2 separate regions of the Anser cygnoides genome follow, and region 2 is linked to region 1. Evidence: chromatin contacts called from public Hi-C data. All regions are on one chromosome and are shown on one strand. The core of a region is the stretch at or near the end of the contact, and the rest is flanking DNA. Distances in the headings are between cores, read along the strand shown.

What was found. Hi-C and Micro-C count contacts between places; a contact is called where the count stands out from the background.
Region 2: a Hi-C map of liver shows a contact between it and region 1, with 2.9 times the contacts expected there. The contact joins the enhancer-like site here to the promoter of RPL8 in region 1. A contact is called at or near these places in 3 of 7 Hi-C or Micro-C datasets (granulosa cells and liver).

What each region holds. Positions count from the first base shown.
Region 1 is chr1:120,340,701-120,345,329 of Taihu_goose_T2T_genome, reverse strand. It overlaps RPL8 (ribosomal protein L8), which reads right to left and starts at 1,797. Exons shown (of 6, transcript XM_048065838.2): 1 at 1,683-1,797; 2 at 1,240-1,383. The coding sequence starts at 1,377.
Region 2 is chr1:120,554,873-120,559,013 of Taihu_goose_T2T_genome, reverse strand. It overlaps MED14 (mediator complex subunit 14), which reads right to left. Exons shown (of 31, transcript XM_013190909.3): 31 at 3,919-4,059. The coding sequence ends at 3,986. Among named protein-coding and RNA genes, the nearest start is that of ATP6AP2, 24 kb to the left of the region's middle. Within about 2 kb of position 2,628, at least 2 of the 3 cell types and tissues checked have open chromatin away from gene starts, as enhancers often do. A contact at or near this core is called in liver, where this site is marked.

The sequences.
Region 1 (4,629 bases), core at 548-3,047:
CCCCTTTCTCAGAGAAGCCTTGATTTCTCCTGGGGTGAGTAAGTTGAAAACAAATTCACATTCGTAAGAACGCCCCCTCGAGTATCCGCGGCGCAGAATAATGACTCCGGCCAGGTGTGCTGCTTCAAAGTGACCAGATCCGAACTGGTTTGTTCCTGACGTTCTGCAGGTATCAGGCCTGTCCACAGGATGTTACTGAACTGCCCAACATCACCACGAATCACCCAAACGCTAGCATTTGTCAGTGGAGACAGAGCTAGACAAATGCAGTGATTTCTCTAAGTCTTTTTTAGCACAGAATTGTTTCTGAACTGCTGATATTAAGTATACTAAATTATCTAAGCCCCCAAATGAGGAAGCAGAGACTTATTGCTTCTTCTTTGCTCTGAAAAGTGTCAAGTCTGTCCATCTAGAACAAATCTTTGTACATTCAGATTCCATCACACAACCATGCACAGGCTACAGAGAAGTGATGAAACCCCTCAGACGTGTAGATTATCTTGGAAAGCCATTTCCATTAGTGTCAATTAACATGTTTCCTACTTTTTTCAGTCCTACTGGGCAAAACCTTCAGGTGTTTAAGTTTAAATCAAAGCTACCTACCTCCTTCTTTCATCAACCTCAATTACTTTAAGTGTAAAATCCACCCTTCCTGCACTCTGCAGATGAGCGTGTTCTGAAAGGATGACGAAATGGCGAGGTTTTGGGGCATCTAGCTAGGTACCCAGTGCCACTGCTTGGGGCCTCAGTCACTGACAACTGAAGAACAGCTACAGCACGCTGCCTGAAACACTGGGTCACTGCCCAAGTGGAAGTACTGCCTTGCTTCAATTGGTTGTGCTTATAATTGCTTTTTTTTTATTTTCTTACGATGCAACCTGCTATCAGGGCAACTCCCCTCTCATGTTTCACGCATTACAGAGAAGTCTTTAGGTGACACAGAAGCATGCTCATATTCCTACATCAGCAAAGCTCTAACAGAAAACCGTGCTGCTGCCTACATGCTATCCACTTTCCTATTGATACGCAGCCATAGATTTGCAGTTTCATGTTTCAAGGAACAGATTTAACGAAGCACCAGAAAGCTATACAACAAGGAACCCGCTTTAAGCACAACCTACAGAACCGCAGATCCCTTACAGTGAGGTTTGGGGGGGCCGCAGGCCACCCAACGCCGCTGCCCGCAGGCCCCTTTAGCCGCGCACCGCCTCCCCGCGGGCAGCCCCCCCCCGGCCGTACCTTGACGATGCCCTTGATGTAGCCGTGCCTCTCGGCGAAGTCGACGGCGCGGAGCTTGGCCGGGCCCTTCCTGTGCTTGACGTGGGCGCGGAACACGGACCCGGCGCCCTTCCTCTGGCCTCGGATGACGCGGCCCATGGCGCCCTGCGGGCAGAGGCGGCGGGACGGTGCCGGCCGTTAGCGCCTGGCAGGACAGGGCAGCGCCCCTCCCTCCCCCCCCCCCCCCCCCCCCCCATCCCCCCTCGGCCCTCCCGGCGCCATTAACGCCCGGCTAGGCCGCAGCGCGGCCCGCGGCCATCCGCGGCGCAGCCCGGCCCGCCCGCGCGGGGAGATGGATGGGGCAGGGCCCGGGCAGTGCCGGGGCGGGCGGCCGAGGGCCCGATGGCGCCGGGCGGGGCCGGACGGCGATGGATGGCGGCGGATGATGGCGGCCGCGCTCCTACCTGCGCTGCGGCCTCGCTGGGAAAGGAGGAGGCGCTGACGTCACCGCGGCGCCAAGGCCCTTCCGGCGCGCGGCGGTGACGTCACTGCCTGGCAACCGGGCGGTTCCGGCTGCGGCTGGGGGGGGAGGGGGGAGGGGCCAAGAGTCATCGGTGCTGAACCTGCTGCGTGCAGGAGGGGGCTGGTGGCTGATTTTTTATTTATTTTACTTTATTTTATTTTATTTTATTTTATTTTATTTTATTTTATTTTATTTTATTTTATTTTATTTTATTTATTTTTATTTTTTATTTATTATTATTTATTTATTCATTGTTTTTTAAGGTTTCTGTACTGTGCTGTTCACGCTAGGAAGTGACTTAAAATAAAAACCCTCCAGCCACTTCACGCTGCCTGTGTCAGATTTTTACCAATACTAGTTAGGGCGTAATTGGGAGATACCGCAAAGCAGAGGCGACTGTCTTAGTGCTCCTCACCTGTTTGTGCCATGCCCTGAAAGGTGCGATGGAAAGTGCCTTAACTCCTTTAACACCCCATTAGGTCTTCAGCATCACAAGCCCTTCTCCTTCCCAAAAACATCGCCACTGCTGACCCAATTCACCTTTTCGCTACAGATGCTCTATTTTACTGCTATTTTGCATGAGATTGGGTCATGGCAAATCTGCAGTGTAGGCTCACATAAGCAATCACTTTAAACTGAACCTAAGCATCCAATTTCTTGACAGCGAAGCTTTCCCACATCAGTATCGTCAGGACAAACGTGAGTTACACCCCCAGTTACAGGCAGGATGTCCACATACTGAGGGCTCCAACTCACGATCGCTGTCAGATTTAACCGCAGTGGCTGAAGACAGCACAGCCCGTTGTCTGCCTGCTGCCTGCGGGAGGTTGCCATTCCCCCAGCACACAGCCAGCGTGCCAGCTGCTCAGCCGAAGCCCCGTTTGACAGATTACAGCTTGACATACTACCACAAACTGCTGCTGATTTTGGTTTACATTGACGCAGAGTGTGACTAACTTGAGATTTTGATTTACGGTTCCTGTTGGCCTTAGATGTGGGGGCAGTAGTGTTGTTAGCTTTTGCTACTAAATCTGACAGGAGTCCAAGCCTTAAGGAACTACCTGAATTTCCAAATAATACCCATAAATCCAGCAGATTGCATTGGTCACTCCCCTTTCACATTCTGTGTAGCAAATTAATTAAGGACTTAGTAATCAATTACACAAGAAGAGACATGGTTGTGTAATGATTTAGTACACTCATTAATTTTATTATCCTGCACCAACTATACCCTGTATTCATTTTATTATTATTTAATTCATGGTGCAGTCTTGCACTGCTATCACCAGGAAGTTGCAATCTTTCAATTATATCACGGGCTTGGTCAGACATATAGCAGCTAAGGCAGTGCTGCAACATGGACAGTGAGTCCGAAACCAGAACAGTCCCTTGTTCCTCCCCACACCTTTTTGAATACTCTGAATATTTTTAGAGATGTCCATACCACAACGCTGTGAAGAGTTCTGGGCTCACCATCTCAAGGGATGCAGTTTTAGCCCTTCCTCCTGGTAATGCTGAACTGTTACTACTCGTGTGTATCACTGCAACTCCTCAGGCTGTGTTGCCACGTGTTTTTTTTCTGGGTCGGAGCATGCTGCATGCCCAGGGTTGCAGTTCCACTATCGCTCAAAACAGCTCTTAGTGTTTTTTTGTCGGAGAAAACCAGGAGGCGGCTGGGAACGGTACGCATCTGGACCTCACCTCTGCATGGGCTCACGTTTTCCTTAGGGTGCATAGCTGGATGCAAAACTGAAAGCCTCCCCCATTTTCTAGCCTCAACAGAGTTTGGGCATCCCAGGGAAGAAATGTAAATAGATGTCAGAACTGCATCAGTGACGGTGTAATTTTGTAATTGATTTCTCCTGCTGTAAGAGACATCTTTGACCAAACACTGATTATCAAGGAGTGAGAGGATTATATTACCTGACCCAGCCAAGTATGGACTGAATTCACAGTAAAGTTAAATATTTTGTTTAACTTGCATTAACTTCAAATACGGACAGATCTGAAGAAATGCAAGGAAGTAGTTTACACCTATTTGCGATCAAAAACACTGTCCAAACAGGGTTTGTCTCAACAAGGTCACTATGTGTGATACTGTTTGAATCTTGGTGCTGAAGGAAAAGAAATCCTGGACACTACCAATGATTACCGTGCTGCTCAAGTGACAAGGAGGCAGTGGAGGTGCTGTGTTTTGAAGTGAGGCTGTTTCCCTCCTCACAAAACCCCGTTCCCTGGGCCGATGTTGTCTCCCCATAACCCATCCTTTGGAGATTTTGCTGCACGAGGAGGATGTGGCAGTGGCAGAGGCACAGCGCGACAAGCCCACACCAGACAGCACAGCGTGAGACATGGGGCTTCTCAAAGCATGGAGAAACATCACCTACCCGTGTGGGTGCCACCTGGCTTTGTCCACCAGCAGCGCTGCTGTGCCGTCACCATTCCCTGCTGCAGCCTTGAGGCCTGAGGTTTTGGGCTTTGGGACGTCAGCTCTGGCGCATTGGCTAAAGATGTTACTGCCTTTACTGTCTGCCCTGCCTCTCTGCCAGGAGTTACAGCTGTGTGGAAAGAGGAGCAGAGGCCGGGCCAGCATGCTGGATTTCCCTGGAGAAGGCCTCTTTTTCCACCAGAGTTCTCTGTTGGAATTTGAGGAACTTGCTCGTTTCCCTGAGAGCTCTCAGAGGCCTGGCAGCAAGCAGAAAGCTGTCCACATAACCCGGGCACGTCCAGCACATCTGCACAGATCAACTCGGCTATGCAAAGGCCAGAGGTCCAAGGCTTTCCAGAAGCCTTGGCCTCTGTGTGCATGCATCATTCCTCCTAGACACGCGTATGGGAAGCTGGATCGAATCTGACAGCACTAGGCAAAATAGGCTACATGTCCAGAC
Region 2 (4,141 bases), core at 1,379-3,878, 210 kb before region 1:
TCAACTCGCACAGCAAGTCTCGAGTCTTCCTCCCAGGCTCCTGGAGCCAGGAAGAAACAGCAGCAGCAGGAGCTCTCCTTTCCAAAGCTCAGTGCAGCCCCTCGCCCTCGAGGAGAAGCAGCAGTGCCACCACAGGGCCGCAGACGCCCTGTGCCCAGCTAACTGTCCCAGCAGCCTGCGGTGGCCTGCTCGGGGTCGGCATCTCAGCAGCACACGGAGAGCAGCTGCCCGTTCCCAGTGGGCTGCCGAGGTGATGCCACTGCCCACAGACATCTCGGGCAATGCAGGGCTGCACAGCACTGTGTCATGAAAGAAAAGAGGGCTCCTTGGCAATACTCCGGTCAGCCTCACTTCTGTGACTTTCCGAAGCTGAGAGGCCTGAGGAGCGCTGCTGGGTCCCCAGGCTGCCATCTGCCCACACCGTCCTACAGAGCGCACAACCCTCACGGGTCACCTCGGGCTTCAGATGTGCGCTCTAACATCACTGCCTGCCCGCAGGTACTACTGATGCTTCAAGGGCACGTCATCTAAAGTAAATGAAACAAATTGAATAATCCTCTTTTAGGATGCCTAGAAGCCCACGGGCTGTGTTTGCTCACCAACAGTGTCTCTGAATAAACAGTTTTTTCCTTCGGACTTAAATCTTTCCTTGTTTGACCAGCTGCAAGTGGCCTGTGCCATACTGTGCCCAACCTGCAGACAGCAAGAGGTGGTGGTGGGGAGCAAACCTTTTGTTCTTTAAGCACCCATCTGCAGCAGGAGACGAACACAGTAGTGGAGAGCATCTCTACATACCTGATTTTAGGCCCAAGGAGCATGATTCCAGGTCTCAGACGAACAGAAGATGAATTGATGTTTGCAGAAATTAAAGGGAATTGCCACCCCCAGAGGCCCCTTTGCAAACCCCATTCTGTGCACAGGGACACAGCTGTCTTGCGCGATGGCAGCTGTCTGCAGCTGTGCTGCTCCTCACAGCCCCCAGCACAATCCTTCCTCACTCAGCATCTCTTATCTCTCCCAGCAGCAGCCAGACGTTTCCTTTAAAATCTATTACAAGGGGTCATTTCCCAAAGACGCTAATTACTGCTCTGGAAGAACGTGCGGGGCTGGGAGTACACAGTCAGGCACCGCAGCACCGCTTCCTCAGTTCGTGGCGTTTGTGGAGACGAGCTTGAGGTCTTAAAAACACTTCCCCAAAAATAAGCACACTGCTTATGATCTACCCAGCCCATGAACCATCAGCTGCTCTAGGGATGTCTTAGGAAAAGGCCCACGTATTTGAAGTCAATGCAATTTAACCTATGTACACGTCTCTCACATTATGACAGCGTTATACAACAGTCACGGCTTTGAAACTACAGCCTAGATATTATGCAGTTAACACATTTCAATTCCACATTAATTTCTTGAAACGCATTCTTACCTTAAAAACATTTGAAATTCTGTAAGTATCTGGAAAATTTGGGCAACGAGAACAATAACCACTTGAGCTAAAATAATAGCTGGCATACCACAACTTCTGAAATGACATTGTTGACAGTTTAATCATACATCTAACGCAAACGATCCAAATTATTCTCCCAGTAGTCCATTGTAGTAGCTATTTTTCCACGTAGATTTTGCTTTAAAATGCCCACTACCTGGAGTAACTTTCGACTAATAGATGAAACACATGCTTAGAGACAAACTAAAGCTCCTGAAAGAAAAACAGCTTCTGGTTTTATGAAGCTTTGTTTTGTCTCAAATACTCACCATCAGAACTTGTTTCCTGCAGTCTTTGAAAACTCAGTTAAAACATTTGCAATCTCAGAGGCAAACTGCAGGACACTCAAACATACAAGGACAACAAGCGATTTAAACTGAATTCAAACAAATCTCACCTTGATTCAGCTCCTTATCTGAACGTTTGGTTGGCTACCAGAAAACTAGACTGAACACATGAAAAATGAAAATTAAAACTACATTTGTAAACACCCAAGGTTACTTCTCTGAAAGGCACTGAGTTGTTGCTGGGCTGTGGGAAATGCTTCCTTTTTCTAGTAGTGTTTTTCTTTCAGAAATTATTTAGGATAAAGGCTTCAGATGTGGTGCACGTTAACAGAAGTGGTGTATATACAGATATACACACACACACAAAGAGCCACGAAAATTCATTAATCTCCCCACAGTCTCAGGTTGGGAATATCACCTCATAACCACCTGTCACTAGTTTACATGCGTTGTTTTCTCGCCACCCTGTGGGGACACCCCCACGTTTATTTTCAAGTGCTGAAGTTCAGTGGGGCCTTTGTCCTCCAGTACACTCAGCTGCCAACGTGCACAAACAACAGCAGACATTTCTCTGCATAGCAGAAAGCTTCGTTTTGGCCTGGGAATGCTCAGACCTCAAACCCAGCCCAAATCTCCAGCAAAATATCCAGTCTTTTTCAGACACCCACCTCTCAATCTGATGGCATTGGTTTAGTTGAGAAAGACAGAACTACAAAACCTTTCCCAACTGATTAGCAGAAACAACATTTAAAGATTGCCAGGGTTTTCACTCCAGTGGATAAGTTTTGTGTTTCAGAAACAAACTGTAATCACCTGTTAGATACAACCAAGCTAGAACAGTACTTACTGATAGAGTACCAACACTCAAAACCACGGGCTCAAGGCTGCAGTCTGAAGCAGAATCCAATGAAATGATTGTAAATAACGTAAGAGCCTTGACAGACTCATTCAAGAATAAAGAAAGAAGCCTTGTGACGGTCGTAGGGGCAATAGGAGCCTCAAATCTAGCAAGGTAAGCTAGAATACAACCCCAAAAAGATTTTTAAAATTAGTTTGAAACATCCTTCTGCTTAGTATTTGAGCATACTAATCCATGAAGACAAATGATCAAATGACAGACTAATTCTAAAGGACAGAAATTTTCTCTGATTACAACAGCAGCCATCAGTCACCACTCACAAAGTTACCCACATCCAATTCAAAGAGTAAGCGTGAGATTGTTTCTATGGTTATTTTCTTGGTCATCTTCAGCTTTTTTGGATCGTCCTCTCCAATTTCGTGGCATACATTCAAGCTTCTACCTTACCTGCCTTTACAATAAGATTAATAACTTCTCCTATTATTATTGAGGTGTCTGAGGGCTCTATAAACAGGTGAAAAAAGGTGCTTCCTATCACTAAACATGACTTTGGGGACAGAACAAATGCAGTTCCTTACAAACGTAGGAAATGAAGCACTAAGTAATTACTGGATACTTATACAATAAGAATGAACAAGAATGAATAAACATTGTTTTCTGAAGGCTTAGAAGCAACCAAAACCATAGGATAAATACATATATATATATATATTAAATTAGCAGCTTATGGGGGAAGTGGGGTCACATATAGAGATAGCCATGTAGGTGAGTACAAGAGATCTGGCCAGCAACTACAGCAGAAAAGGAATAACGGTTAAGATTATACAACATCCAGTTTAAGAATATTTTTTAAATCCAGTTTATTAAATATTGCTTTTTGGGGACATGTTTACAACAAGCCCAAATAAATTGTTTAAGGATTCAAAGCAGTCATATTAAAATACAGCTTCAATATAAAGTTTGTCACAGTTTTACAGTATTCAAAAATGACAGACCTGCCTTAAAAAAAGACTATTACACCAAAACATAAGAAAAACAAAAAACAAACAAGTTTGGCATTTTCATACTCTGTATAGTATAAAACAGAATATTAAATCTATTACCAGCAAGCTGATACTTCAATCTATTACCTAGTCTGAAGTGTCTCCCATTAAAACACACTATACAACAGCACTATACAAAAGTCGTGGTGATACTCATTTTGATGAAAGTGCATCCCTGAAAGTTTGCCAGTTTATTAGTTAGCTCTTAAAAAAAGTAAAATTAGAACGTCCTCTTTTAATTGAAGGCTTAATTTCAGAGAGATTTTTTTTTTTTTGCTGTTTTGTCTCATTTTCAGCCTTCTTTTAAAAGTGTCTATGGACGCCCACCAGGGGGCAGCGTAAGATTAACCATCAAATCCCGAACGGCTGCAAATATTGTGCATTCACCTGGAACAGGGAAAAAAGACATGTTAGCATCACACGCAACAGCAGAGCAACAGGCAGGGCTTAATTCTAACAAGCAGGCAAG